2 separate regions of the Mus musculus genome follow, and region 2 is linked to region 1. The links are chromatin contacts, called in public Hi-C maps. All regions are on one chromosome and are shown on one strand. The core of a region is the stretch at or near the end of the contact, and the rest is flanking DNA. Distances in the headings are between cores, read along the strand shown.

Region 1 (4,273 bases), core at 608-3,107:
TCTGAAAGTGCTTGCCTCCTTGGTTTTCGGTTGGGCTATAGTTGTTCTTTCTGTCTCTAATCTCTATCTTATCAGCAGGGACTCAGATGCTTAGCTTAGCTGTGCTCCATGTAAGCTTGCTGTAGTCAACTTCTGGCAGAGAGCTCCCATAACCTTTTGTAGGCATAAATTTTTTTTGCAATGTACTTTTAGTAATGGTTCAACCTCTCCTTTAGCCCACCACCCACTAGAGACAGTGGAAGAGGAAAGTTATTAGGATATGGGGGAAGTGGTCCTGTTTAGCAAAAGTTCTTTTGGGGCAAGCTCAGTCTTCTGTCTTAGCAGTTTAGTCCTGCAGCAAATACCAAATAGGACTCAGCAGCTGCAGACTAGTCCTCTAGGCAGGCAGACAGCACACCCAGACTGGCAACTTACAGTCCAGTCCTCTCAGCAGGCAGATCACCGGGCACGAACCAGCAGCTGCAGTTGAATTGTGGAGAAACCGCAAGGTTCACCAACCGGCCAGCCTGAGGTGAGGCCAGCTGCCGCAGGAACCTCACAAGCAGTTCTCAGGCGAGTTTCTCTCAAAGGCAGCCTAACCACAGTTGAGCTCAACATTGCTATCTAAGGTGAACCAATAGGTGTGTGTCATTAGGAAGAAGAGTGAGGCAGAGCAAACCAAACCAAAACTCATCTCCCACTGCCTGTGGGGTCAGATTTATATTCCTTCATCAAGTGTCCTTTCATGTTTGCTCTATGCATACATCCTCTCACCTGTGTCTGCTTCAGGAAGACATCCTTTCACGTGTTTGCTCTATGCATACATCCTCTCACCTGTGTCTGCTTCAGGAAGACATCCTTTCACGTGTTTGCTCTATGCATAAATCCTCTCACCTGTGTCTGCTTCAGGAAGACATCCTTTCACGAGTTTGCTCTATGCGTACACCCTCTCACCTGTGTCTGCTTCAGGAAGACATCCTTTCACGTGTTTGCTCTATGCATACATCCTCTCACCTGTGTCTGCTTCAGGAAGACATCCTTTCACGTGTTTGCTCTATGCATAAATCCTCTCACCTGTGTCTGCTTCAGGAAGACATCCTTTCACGTGTTTGCTCTATGCATACATCCTCTCACCTGTGTCTGCTTCAGGAAGACATCCTTTCACGTGTTTGCTCTATGCATAAATCCTCTCACCTGTGTCTGCTTCAGGAAGACATCCTTTCACGTGTTTGCTCTATGCATACATCCTCTCACCTGTGTCTGCTTCAGGAAGACATCCTTTCACGTGTTTGCTCTATGCATACATTTTCTCACCTGTGTCTGCTTCAGGAAGACATCCTTTCACAGTTTGCTCTATGCATACATCCTCTCACCTGTGTGCTCTGGCAAAGCATTCATCATTCGACATAACTAAATTTCTAAAGATACTAGACGTTTCCACTTTAACCTTTGCTTTACTCACCTTCCTTTCAGAGAGGAAGATGTGTATATTGGCTACTTGCCCCTGGCACATGTTCTAGAATTAAGTGCTGAGCTTGTGTGTCTTTCTCATGGATGCCGAATCGGCTACTCTTCACCACAGACATTAGCAGATCAGGTAAATCACATATCTGCAACTCGAAATACTAAATGTATTTTTAACATGTTTTCTCTATCAGTTTACATTGTATCTTCAATTATCTTAATATAAACATTTGCCTTGTATGTCTAGAATATAAGTATACTGAAAGGGTAAATATATCATATGCCTTTGAGCTAAGAATGCCATTAGGATTTTAAGTTAAAGATCTTTATGTAGATTATTTTTTTCCTGTTCTTTAGTCTTCAAAAATAAAAAAAGGAAGCAAAGGAGACACATCCGTGCTGAAGCCAACACTGATGGCAGCTGTTCCGGTAAGAACTGCCCATTCAGGAAGTGCTGTCAGCCACAGGCCATGGGGTGGTAATAGCACTTTCAAACAAATTATGATTTTACCTAAGATTTTTAGTTCTGATAAAATATATCTTTAAAATGAATTCATATCTTGCCAGTGAGGTCACTGAATGGATGAGGTGCTTGCTGTGCAAGTCTGAGGACTGAGTTAGTTCCAAGAATCCACGTAAAGGTGGAAGGAGACACTCAAGTCCATGTAATTGTCCTCTAGCCGCCATGTATGCACCACGGCACAGGCTGCATGCATTGTCCTATATCACATAGACAACAGTTGGAAGTATTAATCATATGGGTGTGATTTAAATATGAAGGTTGCTCATAGAGTTAATGAACTCATTTATGCATCTAGGAAATCATGGATCGGATCTACAAAAATGTCATGAATAAAGTGAATGAAATGAGTGCTTTTCAACGAAACTTGTTTATTTTGGCATATAATTATAAGATGGAACAGATTTCAAAAGGGTGTAGTACTCCACTGTGTGACCGGTAAGTAAAGCCAGTTCTCTGTGTCAATGACAGAGTTCAAATCAACAGCCCAGGGACGTGAGGCACTTATAAGTAGTACAATTACTTTAAGATGGGTGTGGTGGCACAGGTTTGTAATCTCTGAAGTAAGGGGAGGAGGATCCAGAGTTCAAAGCTGGAGGCTGGAAAGTTGTGTCATTGTTAGAGCAAAAGGATGGGTGGAGGGAGAGCAATAGTCGGACACCAGTGACTTCCTTATGCGCTCATTCTCTCTCTCTCAAGACAGTTTCCCTGGCTAGAACTCAGAGGTTCACATGCCTCTGCCTTCTGAGTGCTAGGATTAAGAGTCTGGATAGCTTAGTTGGCAAAGTGTCAGATTGAAGGGGCACACACTGCCACATCAGCCTCAATACAGCTTCTAAAATGGTTGCCATTGAGTCTTACTCCCTTTCAAAAGGCTTACCAGTTTTTAATTCCCATGGTTCCGGGCATTAAACCTAGGCTGAGCTGGTAAGCAAGCACTACCACTAAGCTGTGTTCCTAGCCTTACTCCTTGCTTTTGAGTTATAAGCAATCTTTTTACTAGTGTTTTCAGAAACTTATCAAATAGACATTTGTTTTCTCTTTAAAATTTCTCTCATAATTTACCATTATAATTTTAAAAACTGTAACAAACCCTAATACTTATATATTAGACTTTAAAGAAATTGTTATACATAAATATGCATAAATTTCTAATGAATAAATAAAAGCAGAAAAGTAGTCAGCTTTTACAAATTATGTGAAGATGTGGTGTGTCATAAATACATTTTTATGATAATGAATTCTCCGGTCATAAACAGGGGTATAAACTGTCATCCTCTGTAGAACCAGGGGTTCTCTGGGTCTTTGGTTTGACCAAAGTATTACAGCTCTCAGAAGGAAGTTCGCACAGGCAAGGCCCCAGGTCTCGCCCTCTACCATGGCAGCACCAATGTCAGTGGCAGAGGCGGCGGCAGCGGGCATTGATGGGCAGCAGCGGTGGCAGGAACAGCAGGGGTGTGAGCCTGGCCTGCCAGCCCTGTCTAAGGTCCAGTGATGAATGCTTTGGCGAGAAAACTTCCCCAGAGTGTTACAGCTCAGTAAAACAGCCACTCTCAGATGATTCTTGCTGAAATGACCTGTGCACTTTATTCTGTGTGGATAGGACTTTATAAACACTGAGGGGGAGGGTGGGATCCGGGCGTAGATGCTGGCTCAGTGTAAGATGCTAGTGAAGCTCTGTTAGCGTAGGGAAGGACTCCAGGCGTTTCCCCACGTGACTGATTTACATGATCCAGAGCAGGTGGAGCTGGCCCCACTCCCACCCTACTCGGTTCTGAGTTCTCAGGGTTTGGGCTCACTCAGCATTACCAGCTCTGTGCTGTGGCATGGTCCACTGCCCACAGTAAACAATTGTATATGATGATTCTACCACTTGAAAATTAAGAGTGAGTGACATTTTCTTTGCTTGCTAGAACTGCTCACATTTAAGACAGATGTAGTGGCCCAAGAGAATCTCAATTGGCTGTATCACATTGATTATATTCCTTAATCTCAAAGGCTGCATATAACAACACTGAGAGATTAAATCCTCTTCTGTTGGTTTAATTACTTTTCTATTGGTGTAGAGAGGCACCACAGCTAAGGCAGCTTATAAAGGAAGCGTTTACTTGGAGACGTGTGTGCAGTTTCAGAGGGTTTAGTCCATGGCCTTCATGGTGGGGAGCACTGGCTGGCCTGCAGGAGCTTAGATCCTGATCCATAGGCAGCACAGAGGATGGCAATGGCACTGCTGTTTGATACCTCAGAGCCTGCTCCTTGTGGCATCCCTCCTCCTAAAGGACTATACCTACTAATCCTTCTGACACCTGG
Region 2 (4,473 bases), core at 1,170-3,669, 880 kb after region 1:
TACATGATACCGTTTTTAATTTGTATAGCTAATTTCACTTAACACAGTAACCTCCAAATCCAACCTTTTTCCTACAAATGACATGATTCAGTTCTCCGTGTGTCCAAATATTTTGTGCACAGACTATAGTTTTTTGCTGCTGTTTTGTTTATTAATTTTTTTTAAAAACCCATTCATCTTTTGATGGACTGACTCCATAAAGAGGGAAAAGTACTTCCCACATCCAAGTACTACCTAGACTTGACTCTGCATGGCTTCCAGGGTCAGATAGGACCACTGCATGCCTGCGATATGGCCATACCCTGGACAAACATTAAGAAAAAAAAAGGGAACTATGTACCTGAAATAGCAGAGCCAATAAAAAAAAAGAACATAAATCTTCAAATATGAAAGGTAGACAACAAAAGAACTGTGATCTAACCACGAAGACAAAAGGTTGAGTTTTATTAAGTATTAACGTAACAAAAAAAAAAAAAAAACCACTGACTTAATCAGTGGGGGGAACAACAGAGAAAACAAATATACAGAATTAACAATAGGGGGATAATCAATAAGATAACATGATTTTTAAAAAATGAGAGCTCTATACAAAAACATTCTAAAAACAAGATACAAATTGAAAATTTTCTAGGAAAACTTTTAGCAAAATTAACCAAAGTACAATCAGAGCAGATATGACTTGCTGATGAATGAGTCCAGTTCCTGAATTGCTGTGTAAATTGGCATTTACATTTGTCTTAGACATTTGTCTAAGACGAATGATAAAAGAGATTACAGAACAAAAGAAGATGGAGGGATGATTAGACTTCCCTGTTGTAAAGGTCCTGTTTCATGTTCATCTTTATTATTATTATTCTCTCCCACTCCCTTTCCGTCATATGATTCAGATTTCATAAGCTGAACACTGATTCAAAAGGGAGAATTTTTTTAATTTATTTATTTACTCACTTTACAACCCTTCCTTTCCCCCCAGTACCTCTTCACACAAGTCATCCCCCATTCCACCTTCCCCTTTTCTTTTGAGAAGGGGAAGCCCCACTCTGGGTGTTAACCCCCCCTACTGACACCTCCCCCCCCCTACTCCATACAAACACACATCAAGCCACTGAGGGACTAGGTACATCCTACTGAGGCCAACCAAGGCAGTTCATTTAGGGGCCTTGGATCAACAAGCAGACAGACAAGCAACAGGCTCAGGGACAGCCCCTGCTCCAATTGTTGGGGGACCCTCATAAAGACTAAGCTGTTCATCTGCTACATATATGCAAGGGGCCTAGATTCAGCTTCTGCTGGCTCTTTGGTTAGTGATTCGGTCTCTAGGAGCACCCACAGATCCAGGTTAGTTGATCCAAATCTCTTTCCATTGGCTGCTGGGTGGAGGCTCTCAGAAGACAATTATACTAGGTTCCTATTTGCAAACATAGTATCATTAATAGTTCTTACCCGTTGGATGGGTCTCAATTTGGGGCAGTCACCGGTTAACCACCACCTCAGTTTCTGCTCTATCTTTGTCCCTGCACATCTTGTAGGCAGGACACATTTTGGGGTTTGTGGCTGGGTTGCTGTCCTTATGTATTCACTGGGAGTCCTGCCTGGCTATAGGCAGTGGCCACTTCAGGATCCATATTCCCCACTGCTAGAAGTCTCAGCTAGAGTGGTCCCAAAGACTTTCTGGGACCTCTCCCCATCCCAGGTCTCTGGCAAGTCCTAGAGATTGCCCTACCACCACCTTCTCTCCCCTGATCTCCCTACATATGATTTCCCTGCCTCTCCCCTCCCCATGCCTTTCCCAACCCAGTTCCCTCCTTCCATCAATCTCCGACATCTACGTTGTTTCCCCAGAAGGGAGAATTTTTTTTATGTAAACATTTCTTTGGTGCTCCAATTCATAGTGATCTTCTAGTAGCTTCATCAATAATGTAATTTCAGTTGTTGCTCTGACATCTAATCCCAAATGGTAAATATACCTTTCATATTCCCTTGTGAAAAAAAATCGTATTCCTGCCTGAAATACTAATTTATCAAAAGCAAGAAAAAGAACCTCAAATTTCAAACAAGAGATTTGGCATTATGTTGTGTCTGAAATAGCTTTCTTCACAAACAAGCTTGAGAAATGTCTTATGATTTGTCTGAGATCTCAAACCTGTCATGGTGTCCTTTGTGAACATGCAAGGCTCCTATCCCAAGCTCTGACCTCTCTCCCCTTAGAAACATTCTTGCCTCTCAAAAGCCATCAATTCAATGGGTAAAACAGTATCTCCTTTCAGTCATTTTTCTCCTTTGCCATCTCTGGAGATTTTATCATCAGCTTGGCTTTAGTTTGTCTCTGAATTGCATCAGGCTCCCAGCTAGTTTCCTAATAGGCCCTGGCTGGGGGGAAAGTGGCCAGAAATAATCAAGATTTGTCAACGATGAATGTGGATCACGCTGAAGTGAAGTCATTTTTATTTTTATGAAAATGAGAAGGTGCTGAGTGAGCTATCTCACCAAGTGGTCATGAAAATACTGCTTCTCGGTGTGGTTTTGAATTTTTGTGTAGTTGTTAAGCCAAAATCTTAAGAAATAATACCAATTACACTGGCTTTTTTTTTTTTTTTTGTACGTTTGATAGTATCAGCAGAAATTCTTTGAACTGTAATTTAAATTTTTGAGGAGAATAAAGTTTTCCTTTGAGCAGGGTTTTCTCTACAGGAGTCATACGGGACCAAGAGACTACATCTGTTCAGCTGAAAAAAATAAAAGGTTATGTTTTTCCTAGATACTCAATATGATAAAAATTTAAACAATGTATATATGCATATACATATATATGCATATAATATATATATGTCCTTGGATTTACCTTTAACTTAACAATTCCCCACAGTTTAAACATCAATGTCCCTTTTTTGTAAAAGTAACTTTAAAAAAAAATATCTGATTCTAACTCGGTTCAGGCCCAGGCTGATCTCCAATTCATGATATTTCCGCTTCAGCCACTAAAGCTAGAGCTACAGGCATACGTGGCCAGGCCGGGTTTGGCTTCTCTTTTCCTTTCGAGCTGAAGACAAATTTTGTCTAGCATCAATACCTCAAGTTAATTTCAGAAGGGAAGGAAGTGAAAAGCTTGCATAATAAAGGCATGCTTTCAAGTCAGATCGAATGCCTGGATTCTCCACTTCTGGAGAAGGGTTGAGGTTAGGTTTAGGAGTTTTGTTCTGCTGATGTACTGACATCCACTTAGTCAAGTGTTTCTTGCTCACTGCCCACAGGGAAGGCTTACTATCAACAGTGAGAGGAAACAAGCAGAGCCTGGTTCCATCCAAACTTGCCATCTGACTGGGAAAACAGATTAATAAAATAATCATTAATGCTAAATCATAATGCATCAGGAGAAGACTAAGCAAGATGATGGACACATGGGGTGGGCACATCTGGAACTTTCTGTAGAGTCGACAAGGCTCCTCCAAGAGAATGCCATTCCTATGGAGCGCTGAGGACCTGTGGGTACCAATAAAGGCATGTAAATAGAAGATAAAGAGCATCCACTTGGAGGATGACCTCGGGCAGCTCTGTGGTATGAGGAAGATTGGTATAAGGAGTGACCCTAAGGAATGTTTCTTCATATAACTTTCTGTGAAATGCATCAATAATTTTGATAGGAAAAATAGAAAATGAGTCTGGGTATACAGTACAAAATAAATTCAAGATAAACTCTGGCTTCTATGGTTATTACATTCCGTTCCCTAGTCCTCCATCTCTCTCTACAGCTGCGTCTCTTCCCTGCCAATTTCCAAGGATGACACCCTGCTCCATCAGCCCCCAGCAAGAGGCCTTTTCCATGTGCAGTCCAAAACCTCTTCTAAAACAACATAACTGATCCTGGAATAAATACAATCCCGTGCACTAGATACTCAACAGACAGACTCTCAGCAGACCCTGTTGTTAACAGCATGACAGCCGGCCCTGCTGACTGAGGGCAGTCTCTGTGCTAGGGATGCCCCACGGAGAATGAGACAGGAGCTTTTTTTTTTTTTTTTTTTTTTTTTACTGCCATGGTTTTACCAGTGAACATTTAGAGAAGAGAGAGATTAAACAAACTCCCCATGGTTGCATACCTAGAAAATCCCAAAGCTGGGCTTTAAATTAAAAAGTCTATGCCTCCATGATTTGGTATTCCTTTTGAGACAGACAAAGCTCATATAAAACTTACTTAGAACAAAGCAGGGAGATGACTTTTTTTAAAAAAAAAGGAATAGACAAGAACGTGAATAATCTGAAAAATTTCAGCATGTCACTAATTTTACAAAGGAATGAATTAGTGGTATGGTACATACAGATAGGGAGAAGGAGCGAGAGACAGAAGGGTCTTTGCTTTACAGAGGGTGTCCAGAAATGGCTTCTCAGGGAAGGGCCTCATAGATGATGTCTAAAGATGGAAAAAAGACAGATCCATGGAAAAGAGGAAGAGGAATGATTACCAACAGAGAAAAT

Evidence for each region. Hi-C and Micro-C count contacts between places; a contact is called where the count stands out from the background.
Region 2: a Hi-C map of bone marrow-derived macrophages shows a contact between it and region 1, with 8 read pairs. The contact joins two enhancer-like sites. A contact is called at or near these places in 1 of 484 Hi-C or Micro-C datasets (bone marrow-derived macrophages), 2 of 115 datasets of contacts at active chromatin or transcription factors (embryonic forebrain and embryonic stem cells) and 1 of 9 other capture datasets (embryonic stem cells).

Annotation. Positions count from the first base shown.
Region 1 is chr1:78,694,629-78,698,901 of GRCm38.p6, forward strand. It overlaps Acsl3 (acyl-CoA synthetase long-chain family member 3), which reads left to right. Exons shown (of 15, transcript NM_001033606.2): 7 at 1,453-1,576; 8 at 1,801-1,872; 9 at 2,262-2,401. Among named protein-coding and RNA genes, the nearest start is that of Gm51635, 16 kb to the left of the region's middle. Within about 2 kb of position 1,858, at least 3 of the 459 cell types and tissues checked have an H3K27ac peak or open chromatin away from gene starts, as enhancers often do. A contact at or near this core is called in bone marrow-derived macrophages, where this site is marked.
Region 2 is chr1:79,575,177-79,579,649 of GRCm38.p6, forward strand. No RefSeq gene overlaps it. Among named protein-coding and RNA genes, the nearest start is that of Gm24160, 64 kb to the left of the region's middle. Within about 2 kb of position 2,420, at least 14 of the 459 cell types and tissues checked have an H3K27ac peak or open chromatin away from gene starts, as enhancers often do. A contact at or near this core is called in bone marrow-derived macrophages, where this site is marked.